Regions from separate parts of the Mus musculus genome. Here region 1 is linked to region 2. The links are chromatin contacts, called in public ChIA-PET maps. All regions are on one chromosome and are shown on one strand. The core of a region is the stretch at or near the end of the contact, and the rest is flanking DNA. Distances in the headings are between cores, read along the strand shown. Region 1 has its middle 7.4 kb from the start of Gm40047. Region 2 has its middle 70 kb from the start of Gm38537.

What was found. ChIA-PET counts read pairs in DNA pulled down with a chosen protein or histone mark.
Region 1: an RNA polymerase II ChIA-PET map of memory CD8 T cells shows a contact between it and region 2, with 565 read pairs. The contact joins two enhancer-like sites. A contact is called at or near these places in 1 of 39 promoter capture datasets (the C10 cell line), 1 of 15 datasets of contacts at CTCF or cohesin (pro-B cells), 13 of 484 Hi-C or Micro-C datasets (the 63-12 cell line, B cells, the C10 cell line and 9 more) and 7 of 115 datasets of contacts at active chromatin or transcription factors (CD8 T cells, effector CD8 T cells, epiblast stem cells and 4 more).

What each region holds. Positions count from the first base shown.
Region 1 is chr3:52,569,568-52,575,876 of GRCm38.p6, reverse strand. No RefSeq gene overlaps it. Among named protein-coding and RNA genes, the nearest start is that of Gm40047, 7.4 kb to the left of the region's middle. Within about 2 kb of position 3,221, at least 48 of the 459 cell types and tissues checked have an H3K27ac peak or open chromatin away from gene starts, as enhancers often do. A contact at or near this core is called in the 63-12 cell line, B cells, CD8 T cells and 7 more, where this site is marked.
Region 2 is chr3:52,393,842-52,400,784 of GRCm38.p6, reverse strand. No RefSeq gene overlaps it. Among named protein-coding and RNA genes, the nearest start is that of Gm38537, 70 kb to the left of the region's middle. Within about 2 kb of position 4,249, at least 70 of the 459 cell types and tissues checked have an H3K27ac peak or open chromatin away from gene starts, as enhancers often do. A contact at or near this core is called in the 63-12 cell line, B cells, CD8 T cells and 7 more, where this site is marked.

The sequences.
Region 1 (6,309 bases), core at 1,972-4,471, 180 kb before region 2:
GTCACTGCCTCTAGCCTCTCTACTGGGCCATCCCTCTGGCTCTCTGAGGACATCCTATTTTATCTGAGGCTCAGAGCAGATGAAAAAGCAGTTGTAACATTTACAGCATCTACTGGGGAACAGCCAGTTGTCATGATCTCTGAGAATGAGGAAATACGATGGTACTTTATTTTCAAGTAGCCCGGGAGACTTCAATGATTGCATTAAAATTTTAATCACAAACTCCTTAAGTTAGAAAGAAAGAGAGAGAGAGAGAGAGAGAGAGAGAGAGAGGGAGGGAGAGGGAGAGGGAAGGAGGGAGGAAAGCCCACAAAGGATTCATTGTATAAAAGAGTTTCACCATTTGGAGTTCTTTTATAAATTTGTGTCAGATCACAATTTGCTGTCTGGGAAATGTAAATTAGTTATTAATGAGCCAAAATTCTAACATCAAAGGCTGTGCACCCACATGCCAGAGAGAAACAAAGAACTCTCCCAGCATAGCGACTGCTCCTAGCCGACCTGAATTCTGCATTCACTTTGACGTGCTCTGCTGCCACCGTATCAAGGAGATCGTTCCTCGAAGATGTAATGGCACAGTCACCTGCATCATTACCATCACCTCCACCTGAGCATAGCTAGACTGGCAGAATCCTAGGCAGCAGGCAAGCATATATGCTCAAGGGTGATATTGCAGGGAGCATAGCTCGATGCCTCCCTTCTGTCAGCTTCATCAGATGACCATGTTCAAAGTGCATTTCATGTTTGCAGTACAGCCAGCCCCAAATGGCATGGGGGTGCTGATCTGCTTTTTGAATATTCCCATATCACTTTTTTTCATCTCTACAACCCTTTTATTTTGACTGAGATCAAGAGACGAGCTTAAAACTGCAGAGAGTTTTTGAACTTGCAGAAGTCACAGTTTCTAGTCAGCTGGCTGAAGTCTTGAAGGTCTTTGCTGAGGCTCATTTACTCATTCTTCCAACAGACAAGGCTGTTCCTTAATGGAAGTGGGAGAGACTACATGGTGACAGAGAAGGGTCAGAAAGAGGCAGCCCCATCCTCCCTGAACTCGTTGTCCGGAGAGGACAGGCAGGCAACAAGTGCTCATGTTGTTCTTCATCTGGCATCAAGAGGCAAGAAGGAATAGCCCCAGGCTAGTCCACGGGGAAGTGACTTTTGAGTAGAGAACAGAATGAAGAACAAGTTCTAGGCAGACAAGTTCAAGTGCGGATCAAGGCTATTTATGGCTATCCAATATGTGCATAGCTGGGAGCCCAGAGTTACTCTTTGCCTGCATGCAATCCTTTCTCTCTCCGGAGTGAGGTCTTTGACCTCTACATCCAGGCGAGACTTGAGCCAGACTCTCTTGCAGTCCTTAGCCAGCGGAGGTTGGATGCATCCCAGACTCCCGAGGGCAGGTGTGTTCTGACAGCCATGGAAAGTTGTGTCTTCCTAATACCAGCACCCATGATCCCAAGTCTAGTTTTTAAAAAAAAAAATTCTCCTTATACAAGGCCAACCCTTCTATCCTTTGCCAAGACCTATCTCTGTCTAGATTCCTTCTTGTCATCTACTATAAGTGTCCCTATTGTCAAGGTTTGTCTATCCCCTGGATAACCCTCACCCTTATGGAATCTTCCTGAGGGACTCAGGACCTCTGGAAGAACAACAAATACTTTTAACTGCTCAGTCATCTCTCCAACCCAAGAAAATTAAGTTCTTAACAGTCACATTTTTAGAAGAGATTTTTGGCAAGCCCCTCAGAGTGCTCTAGCACAGCAGAAATGAAGTCGTTCCCTGTTTCCAGAAACACCTATCATCCCTTGAACGCTCAGCTGTGAGGACCTCCTAAAGCAGCTGTCGCACCTCCCACGCAACCCAAATAACTTTTAGTTCTTCTAAAGGGGCCTCCCCATCACTTCCAGGCTCGCTGGCACCCATTCCAAAGGGAGTCTCACAGACCGAGAAGCAGAAGCAGCAAACAAGCTGAGCCCTCAGCCTCAGGAATTAGGGAAGCAGGACACTGGCTAGTCTACTCTTGATAGTCACAGAACACAGAGCTCCCTAACATTCTGCAGTACAAAACTTGACCTAGGACACGTGGTCCAAAGAGCTCACTTGGGCATGGTTCTCTGTACCACGCACACATGCCCATCAATAAGAGGTAAAACATATATCAAGAAAAATTTAAAAGAGTGGTAGACATTGTACAGTGTGTACAGAGAGTGTACAGTGGTAGACATTGACAGTCACATCAATGGGAAGACTGAAGCAGGAGCATCCAGAATTCCAGGCCAGCCTTGGCTACATATAGCAAGGCCTTGCCTCACAACAAAGGATAAATAAGAAAAGACATAGTCCATCTCAAGAACACCAAAATAAGCATCACAGTGAAGCAGAAATGGAATGGAAATACAAAGTAATATTCAGGGCTGGAGACCCAGAACGTCTAGGCTCCTGTTCAGAAGGCAGAAAGTGGACATTGAACATTTCCGAGGAGCAAAGAGGTCCAGCCTCATTATGTAAGAGAGTGGGCACCCTGTTCCCTGCTTGATGAGCATCTGCTAACATCCTGAAGAAGAAAATGTATGCAGAACACGCCTCGAGACCTGCTGCCGTTCATTCTTTATGCTTGCCTAACATTGTCTGAGGCTCAGGAGTGAGCCAGATGGGGTGGTTAATTCTGACTGTCAGCTAGATTAGATTACAACTCACCCTCAGAATTATTGAAGCTTATCTGTGTGTGTGTGTGTGTGTGTGTGTGTGTGTGTGTGTGAGAGAGAGAGAGAGAGAGAGAGAGAGAGAGAGAGAGAGAGAGAGAGAGAGAGACTCCCAAATATAATTAAATTATTGGGAGCTCTGACCTAATAAATGGGTTATTCTATTGACCAACTGGATGATGAACGAAGTCACTGGGGAGGTGGTAAAAGGTAGAAGGACTTTTTCTTGTACTCACATCTTCCTGCACCACTCCACTCCACTTCCTCTCTACTCTAATGTGAGCTGTTCCTGCCATGGTAGACTGAACCTTCTGACATCCTTACCCAAAATAAACTCTTCTTCCTTTAAATTGCTTATGTCACACAAAAGTGCCGCATAAGAAAATAATGTGCTCTGAGTCCCGGCAGGAGGCCTGGGATGTTGCAAGATAATTCCACCAAAGAGCACACATAGACGGTCTTAACGATGAATAGAAAGACTATTGCCAGCTGACAACTGCGTGGGAAACTTGCCCAAATGGTATAGCCCCAAACTTCACCATGCTTTGCCTTTTATGCACTAAACCCACATCCTGGATGACACACTTTAGTTAACAAGAACAGTTAGCAAGAAGCAAAACTGAAGAAGTCAAAAAAAAATTTTAGTACATTTAAGGGGCTATTCCAGACCCTGGAACTATGGACTGGGTCTTTGATGAGGTAGGACTTTGTTCTGGTTTAGTCAGGAATTGGGGCCTATGTGCTAGGCTCTAAGGTCACAATGACACCTCCAATGTGGTCAATTGTGCTAAGGTCTCTGGCTGGTTATGGAGGCATCATCACTGAAGAAAACATCTGGATTCAACCCCTGTACAGAAAGTGGCAGTCTACTCAATCCTAGTGTCGTTGGAGTAGCATTGGGGACTGGAGCTGTAGTTCATTGGAGTGGAAACAATCCATCAGATGAAATACTCCATGGAAAAAACTAGTCTCTCTTTATCTAAAGCTGCTCTGAGCCCGCACTTTTTGTCACGGTTCATGATAAAAAAAATAAAATAAAATAAAGCCCTGGAATCAAACAGACCTGGACTCCTGTCTATTCTCTGATGTACTTTATCATTTTGCAGCTACTCCACTGATTAATGATAATACCTACCACAGAAGCAGCTAAAGGAAGTCTTACCATCTACCTATACAGTCTTCCCGTCTATAATTTGACTGATAATGTTTACTTCACAGGGTTGTAAGATACCAGGAGCTCATATGTGTAACCACACAGCACAGAGAGGGTACCCGGTCTTGATGGTAATTATGATCTGTTGATGCCCTCGTTGTCTACATGAGAGAATGGATCCTGCAGATACACAGTCTTATCTCCTGAGCAGGAAAATTGACAGGGTGCCGTTCTAGCTGAGCAAGAAATCTGTTGAATATGTGATAACCCCTGCGAAGAGTTTATAAAACTAGGTTCCAGTCTGTGATACTAAGGAAGCCGGAGTCTATATTCTCAGAGAAGTTAAGGTAGCTTTATGTGTGGAATCAGAGATTCTCGGAATGCTCTCAATAAGAACATCTGAGTTCTTATCTCAGGGCCTCAGTTTCCTTATCTGTAGGGCTAATGACAGTACACAGCACACAGGAACATGTGACATTAAATAAGATAATATTACCTTTATGACACTGTTTCAGACTTTTCATCACTCAGATGTGGCACACACCTGAGAGAAATATCTTAGAGAAAAGGAAGAACTTGGACTGAGCGCCCCAGGTGTTTCAGCCCTTCATGGGCAGCTAGGAGAAGATGGTTAAGCAGAGCCATCCATATCAAGGCTCCCAGAAATCACAAAGAGTGTCTGTGGTTCCAGGCTCCCTTCTTCTACCCATTTTATCCTACCTAGGTTTCTAGTCCATAGGTGGGGTAACTGATCCCCAAGCTGGGTCATCTCCCACTTTGTGAATCCTCAGAGATGGGTAGCAGTGTGTTTTACCACCTTCCAGGCACTTCTCAAGTCAATCAAGGTTATGGTCAAGATAAACTATCACATACCACAACTACCCAAACTACCATTTTGGTGTTTGGAGTTATTCACGCCAAAGCAGATGGCTAGACACTGGTAGTGCCAAAATTTGAAATCCAGGTATACAAAGCTCCAAAACTTGACCTTTTGCCACGTTCCAGTTACCTTGTTACCTCAAGGGAACTCACTGTACAAAAGCCCTTTGCTGTTCCTCAAGGTGTTTGAGAGCAGGAATTATATGTCTTCTTTTCCCATTTAGTATATGGGTTTATATTTTCCTCATTAAAACATTCCTTAAGCTAAATTTGAAAGGCTGATTGGATAAATGAATGCATTCATGCATAACGTAAATGAAAAAAAAAAAAGATCCTTACTAAGGAAGTACAGATCAAAAATACTCAGTCAAAAGCAGAAAGAATAAAGATAAAGAAGGGGAGAAGGAGGAATAAATTGGGGGAAGATTTGTGTAGTCGAGTGACAATGGGACCCTCTGAAGGATAAAGGTGAAAGGTTGTCGCCTTGACAGTAAAGAAAGGTGTGGGAGGTATACGGAAGCAATGGCTGGCAGGAAGGGGGGACAGCTGAGGACCAGTGATGCTCTCAAGACCACTGCTGTGAATGGGTGAGCTGTGTAGTGCTGAGCACACAGCAGGAATTGTGTTTGCTTCCTATGACATGGGATGAATCTGATGCTCCTAAGCCCTATTAACTCCCATTTTGGAGTTGGGGGGGGGGGGGACACACACTAGGTTGAAAATTCTGGAAAGGAAAGAGATCCTCAAAAAAAAATTAAATTAAAATTTTTTTTAAAAGTGTCCTTGAAAGGATCAAAGAGTTGGACCTAGAATTTTTAGGCTTGAGGGTTACAAACCAGTATTTTAGGAAGGGGGACAAAGAACGCAGTGGAGATTGTTAGAACACATCGCCCTTTGAAAGACTATGTGAGTGAGAGTGGGATGGGTTTGTTTGGGTCCTCATGCAATGCCTTCCTCCCCTTTCTGAAACTGAGTTGTAGTCAAAATATGTTTAAAATAATAGCTGTTGACAAAGAAGTTGCATTCAAGTTCTCTATGACAACCACACAGCAATGAACCTAGCCCCCTGCGCAGAGCTTCTGCAGTTCAGGTTAAACTCATCCATCCTGTCTGTCTGTCTGTCTGTCTGTCTGTCTATCTATCGATTGATCAATCCATCTATCGATCAATCTCCTTATCTCTGTCCATATCCCCCTTCCTTTAATAAGCATTTACTAAGTAACTATCTGTAGCCTACCATTTACGTCCTTAGGTTAGGTAGCTAGTCACAGTGTAGTGTTTCTTAGTAGTTAGGATTACCTCTGAGCATCTGAAACCCCTGTAACACAGGCTTGGACCCGTTCTACTCTTTTGTACAACCTAATGCCAACCTAACCCTGCTTTCTCTCTCCTTTTTCAAAACCATTCTTCTTCTTCTTCTTCTTCTTCTTCTTCTTCTTCTTCTTCTTCTTCTTCTTCTTCTTCTTCTTCTTCTTCTTCTCCTCCTCCTCCTCCTCCTCCTCCTCCTCCTCCTCCTCCTCCTCCTCCTCTTCTTCCTCCTCCTCCTCCTTCCTCTTCCCCCTTCATCTCCCCCCC
Region 2 (6,943 bases), core at 3,000-5,499:
GGGGCAGAACTGTCAGCCCTGGATTATTCTAGCCCCATCAACGCTAAAAAAAAAAAAAAAAAAAAATTGAAAATTAAGCACCAGGTCACTCTAGAGGGCAGAGTGAGGATTTAAAGTGTTTCTGGCCTATAGGGAAAGACACACCCTCCAGGTGGCAGAACTACCATACACCCTCAAGGCAGTTAAGAAGGGAACCATTCCAGTCAGGACTCCCAAGAGGGGCTGGGGGCAGAAGTCAGCTCTCTGTCGACCTGCTCTGGGCACCCTTACCTCCCCTGGGTGATTCTGAGTGCAACTGCTGGTTCGTGTCAAAATCTGACCGGAGGCCACGCACAGGTGCAGGAGCACAGGAAGGCATCCTCGGAAGGAAGCCGCCTTGCCTGATTTAGCTAGATTTTTGTTTTTCCTTTGTGGCTTTGAAGTGGCAGTTTCTAGGGAAACCTCGACACCCTCTGAAGGGGTAGGGGGGGTGGTGCGTTGGAAGGTGGGGGGGGGGGGGCGACTAAGGACTGCAGGACATCTCCGAACTGAGGCCACAAGGCTATCAGATAAGCCCAGGCCTGGGGCAAGTTAAGAGCCAATCTGTTGACACTGGAGATGAGAGCAGCACTCCTGTCCTCTGATCTGGCAGCCAGCAGAGTGGCCAGACCAACACACGCCTGACTGATGCCTGAAGATGCCGAGGAAGGGCTGAGGGGACAGAAGACCAAGCAACTGACTTCTCTTAGGAGGCTTCCCAGAGGGCTTCCTGGAAGAGGTGGCTCTTGTGTTTGTTACTGAATGAAGGGTCGGATTTCCATAGCTAGGGAAGGCAGGTAGAGGGGAAAACAGAAGCCCAAACCGACAGTAATAAGAACAAACCCATGGCTAGATTATAGGGTGAGAGGCTTGGGGGAGGGGGGGGGCGAGCATCCCAGCCAGTTTCAAGATGTTGAAAATGAGGACGAGGACAATTCTGAGGGAGAGAAGAGCATTCCTAATTCTGTCTGTACGTTAACTCAGGCCACACTGCAGAGACAGGCAGTGTTTGGAATCCTCTAGAAGACCTGACTGAGTGAGAGAAGAAGCTGAAGCACGGAGTCTGAGCCAGTGGTATGAGGGTAGGGAAAAGGTGACCCAGGTTATAGATCAGACAGGCTGGGCACCGGAAGTAAAACTATGCACCTGTGACAACAAAAAACAAACAGAACTGGCATGGGGAGTAAGGAGGGTGTTGTTGAATTTGGTGAATTTGGGGGAAGAAACAAGTTTGAGCTACAAACTCAGTTCTGGAGAGCGGCTAATGAATTAAGTAACCAGCTGATGCTGTCAAAGCTAAGACCAATTGCTAGTGACCCAGGTTGCTGCCTACGGGACTCTGCCTAGATTGGTGGTTGCAGCAGTCATTAGGTGAGTCCTCAGACACTGGAGTATGTCATGTTAACAACACAAGGGCTTCACTCTGTTTTGCATCAGCACCTCCAGACTGACAACGGTTGACGTTACCCAGTAACAAAAAGTCAAAGTCAAAAAGTCCTTTTGTAAGGGTCAATGGTTCACTGGAGAAGGATACTCCGGACTCAAATAGTATGTAAATGCAAAGAGTGTTTTATTCTGCAGAAGTCCAGCATGCTGGGGGCCTCCCATTACTGAGATAGAGAGACAACCAAATGAGCTCGCAGGCCTGATTTAAAGCACATTAGGGGATTCAGGGTATGTAACCTATATCTTGCTGCATCTCTAGGGACAATCCATTGCCAGGGCTTGGGGGCTGGAAACTGTCGCTGTGGAAGTAACTGAGGAGGTCTGAAAATGGCTGCTGACCCATTGTCCTTGCCTCAGGCCAGGTGGCATGGCAGCTTCTGAGGTGTGAACTTGCCCAGTTCTTGGAAATAGAGATTTAGGCCTTGTCTCCTGAACTGCCAATTTGAAACCTGTCATGGCATCAGTCTAGCCTGCTCACTTTAACTTAACTTCTTTCTCATTAATTAACTAGAGATAGTCCTTTTGGTAAATAGTCTCTAATTGATGTTAATTCCCAGCTGCCAGCAGAAAGGTCAGTGAGATTAGCCTGGGTGGGGAGTGGGGGGGTGGGGGGGGAGAGCAGAGCATATGGAGAAATGAAGAGGGAAGGGGTGAGGGGCGTGGATGGCCGGAGCAGAGGCTAAATGGTGTAGCTGCGGAGGTGGTTATAGGAAAAATGTTAAGATGAACACAGAGGCACCCTGGGCTGGCCTTCCCCCTCCAACAGGGAGAACACCGACCCTTGGGGTTTAGAGTTTGGCCTAATAGTTCACTCTCAGGTAAGGGTCACGCACTCCTCCTCAGGTTGTCTGGCTATAACCTTTGACCCCCACAACCTGTCTGACCTACACAATCATTTCAAAATGGGCTGATGCTTGCTAAAGCATCCCATGAAGAACAACATAGGCATGGGCTGAAACTCGGGAGGGAGCATGTACTAACAGCACCTAAGAGGCCTCCCGCCCATCAACTGTCTGCAAGGATGAAGAAGCTATGAGACATCAGAAAGCCCACAGGCCTAGTTGTGTACAGCAGCTGTTTAATGCACGGTAGTACATTTATCTGCCACCAAATCTGTGGCAGGTAAGCACACAGAGCTGTGAGCAGCCACTGTGCAGGGGATCCTTGTCACACGCAAGCAGCCCTGTCCTTCGAGAAGGCTGGAGCTCTCTTCGGCCCAGAGGAGACTAATCTCGCTTCTCTTCCTCTACAGAGGAGCACAAAGCAAAGGCCTTGCCCCAGCCCCACAGCTTGGCAAGAGAGAAAATAAAGAAGACCTTTTCTCTTCAAAGCTCTGGTGTCTTTGAACTTTTCGAAGAGCTTTTGGATGGCTGTTGTGCATTTTCAGGCAAGTAGTGGAGGGGAAGACAGTGTTTTGAATATGAAAGTGTACTGACTGGGCTCCTACCAGGGGTCACACTCACACTCTTGGGTCCCATGGGGTCCTCAGTTGTGAGAAGGCAGACAGAAGACACATAAGGAAACAGAAGCATAGTGGATGGTGGCAGGTGTCCTAAAAAACAAAACTGAGAAGGATAGGAGCTGGAGGAAATGTCTTGCAAGGTAGGACAAGGACCATAGAGTGGGAGCAAACTCGACTTAGCCACGGAAGGCAGAGAGGTCAGCCAGGTTGAAGGTTTGGGTGATAACAGGGAGGAGTGATATGCATACTTTTTAATGCGCAGCCATAAGACCAGTGGATTGCCTGGGATTGGCGCTGTAGACTTAAATTTAGGGTAAACAGGAACTATGCCCCCAGACAAGGTGAAAGGCCACCTGGGCCTGGCAGTCCCCAGCTGAACAAGCAGCTGACTGTGACAGTCAATCTGTCAAGTGGGTGGGCCTTCAGGCAGGAGGCTGAGAAGTAGGGTGGGACCCGAAACATAAATTAGAGGCAGAAACTCCCATGAAGAACTGAGAGGGGCCCGCTGTTTCTTGCTGCAGTATCTGGGTTGCCTCGCTTGCAAAGGTCCTCGGCCACCCACACCCTCTCCAGCCTGAGACCTGAAACAGACAAGCTGGGAGCCCCTCCACAGGCTCCCCATACAAATTCGTAGAGAAACAGAGCCCAGCAACGGCTCAGCTTCTACTTATCCTCCCAGCTAGCGTCTGTAGGACTCTTTCCTGTCCCTGGTACTGGACCAGATCCATGTCCTGGAGAGCAGACTGTGAGCACCTGTGGATAGAAGACAGGATAGGCCGAGTGCCCAGCTCAGGAGCTCAGCTCTACCTAATGCATGGAGTTCAATCCCCCACTGCATGGACTGTGTGGTGGTTCATACCTGTAATCCTAGCACCTTGGAGATGGAGGCAGGAAGGTCAAGTTCAAGACCATCCTTGACTTGATAGCAATCCTTGCATCCTTGATAGCAAGTTCAAGGCTAGCCTGGAACATGTGAGACCCTGTCTTAAAAATAATAATAATGTAAAAGAAGGGTATGTTTGCCGGGGGGCGGGGGGAACAGGCAGGATGTGGCCAAGGTTCAAGCTCCCAGATGTTGCTGTTGTGTGGAGATGACCCTCCACGAAGACAAATCGTTTAGGCAAGAACAACGTAAAAGTAGGTTTTGTGTCAGGTGTAACCGGCTGCGGCCTAGGCAGCTACTCCCAGACAAGGAGCCTTTCAGCTCAGTTCTGTGCTTTGTGCCAACAGCAAGCATGTCTGACGAGTAGGCCCCAGGGTCCTACCCTGCCCCCAGCCTTGGGCTCTACCTCAGAGGGAACCACAGAGCTGGAGAAGCAGCGGAAGCGTCTCTGTACTAAGTACAGTTATTATAAGGCGTGGCCCCCCAGCTAGACACCACCTTCTCTATTATTTTGACAGCGTGACTTCCTGTGATATTACCAAGTGACTCTTGTCCTGTCAGTAACACAGGCTCACACCTGGGTTTCTTCTCTTCTCAGCCATACACATGACATTTAAAGCATCATCAAAAAGGGTCTTGAGGTTTGGGAGGAGTGGTGGCTAAAGGCTCTGAAAATATCACTTCCTGTCTCAGCAGCGACGCAGGTGCATGCAGCAGCCCAGATACTCCTGACAGGAGCTCAAGGGACTTTAAGGCCAGCCGGCCCCCAGTGAGCCTTCTGAGGGCTGTCAAATGGGCTCCAGACCTGCCCCAAACCATGAGCCGCCGTTTCCAATCCTGTGCTCTGTCTGCCCTTTAGTTCCATGGGTCCTTGCGCAGATTGCTTGCTCCAGCTGCCTCCCAGATGAGCAGCTGGCACAGGGATCCCAGAGCGTGGCCCAGCATCCATCCAGCTCCCTGGTGTTGAAGTGTGGACTTACACCGTCCTCAGGCTGAATCCGAAGACCTTTGTGGAACGTTCAGTGAAACCAGGCATCTTCCCCACAGCTGGGAAGACTCTTACCTTGCCTTCCCCCTAGAGCTCTCTTCGGTAGCCTAGCTTCCCTGGAAGTTGCTGGATCTGTGCTGGGAAAGATGGGATTTATGAGCATGAAAGCAGAACAGAACTCACATGTTCTGTAACGCTCAATATCTTCGACATTGTTCGTGGCGCGTGCTCTTCCGCAGAGACCACACAGGGACCCATGGGAATGGCTGGGGTAGGCTAAAAAGGCACAGGGAGTGCGCTGGCTAGATTTATGTCAACTTGACATAAACTATAGTCAACTGAGGAGAGGAGGGAACCTCAACTAAGAAAATACCTCCATAAGATCAGGCTGTGGGCAAGTCCATAGAGCATTTTCTTAATTAGTGATTGAATGGGGAGGGCCCAGCCTATTGCAGGTGGTACCATCCCTGGGCTGGTGGCCCTGGGTTCCATAAGAAAGCAGGCTGAGCAAGCCATGGGGAGCAAGCCGGTCGGCAGCAGCCTACCATGGCTTCTGCATCAGCTTCATGCCCTATTTGAGTTTTTGCCTTGACTTCCTTCAATGGAGCAGACACCTAATAAGCCATTTTCTTCCCGACTTGTTTTTGGTCACGGTGTTTCATCACAGCAATAGTAACCCTACCTAAGACAGGGAGAGGCTCCTAACTAGCCCTCCGTGCTTGGAAAGGGAAAGGGGAAGACAAGTTCCCAGGGCAACTAAGAATTGAACTGATTTAAAAATTTAATAATAGTTAGGCAGTTTGGCATTGTAGATAGGGGCAGCAGGAATTGCCAAGATCCAGCCCCAGAGGCAAGGGCATGATGATAAGGCCAGGTCACAGTACACATGGGGCAGTGAGGAGTTTTAATCAGAGGAGCACAGGTAAAGCTAAGCCAATTTCCTAAGGATCAGGGACAACAACTCAGAGGGCATGGGGTAGGCCTATACTGGATCCCTGCTTATAGCAATGATTTAATTCCAGAAGAGATACAGAATGGTCTAAGTCTCTATTCTCTCATCTGTTAAGATGGGCCCAGTGATGGCCACCTGGGTCCCTAGGGTTTCGCAAACGAATAAACGTCAAGTGGTGAGCGAGCGTCATAAGCAGAGAGGTTGGATCTCAGTTTGTGCTTTTGGAATCATTAGCCCAGCGGTATCTGGAAAGAGGGCTGGAAGGATGGCAGGTGACAGGGACGAATCTGGCCCCAGGAGTGCACACACAGATGCACTCACTTTCCCATGGATGGAGAAGAGACGTCAGACTGTTTGACACTCATTCACTGACCCACCAAAAGGAGAGAGACCGCACGGGAAGTGAGCCCTGCCCCAGCTCATACCTTGCAGGGCTCAAGGGCCATGAACCCGTCGCTTCATGCTGCATGTTTAAGTGTTTGCCCTCTGCGTGGACACTATATCTCATAACACCAGTAGTGACTAATCCGGCTCTGTCCTCCGTGCTTTAACTGTCCAACTTGTTTGTTCCCCCTAAGGTAGATATTAGCACTGTCCCCTTTTTAATGGATGGAGAAGCTAGATGCTAAGCCATCAGAGAACTTAGCCCAAGTTCACCCAACTAGAAAACTGGTAGGAGTTCCGGGAAGCTTGTAGTCCAAAAGAGCAGCCCCCATAACTAAAGGACCAGACTAGTGGTTCTCAACCTTCCTAATGCTGAGACCTTTTAATATAGTTGCAGTGCCCCACCCCCGACAATACACGTATTTTGTTTATGCTTCATAACTGTAATTTTGCTGCTGTTATGAATTATGATGTAGATATCTAATATGTGGGATATCTGATAATATGCGGGATATCTGATATGAGACCCCTATAGGGGTTGCAACCCTCAGGTTGAGGATCACTGGACTAGAGAGTTCCCCAGAAGATCTGGCTCTCATATGGCCAGGGTTGCCCTGGAAGAAGCATGGCTGTCATGTTAAGGCCCTTGGGGAAGGTAGGTTCAGAGAAAGGGGCCCCTCTGCGCAAGGGAGACACAAACCAGCACCTCTTTCCCATGGATAACAGCTTGGCTATCTAAGATGGAGAATCTTCCTTTCCCCATGGAGATGGTACAGCTACTTAGGAAGGACAGGGCTTTTGCTGTGAGAA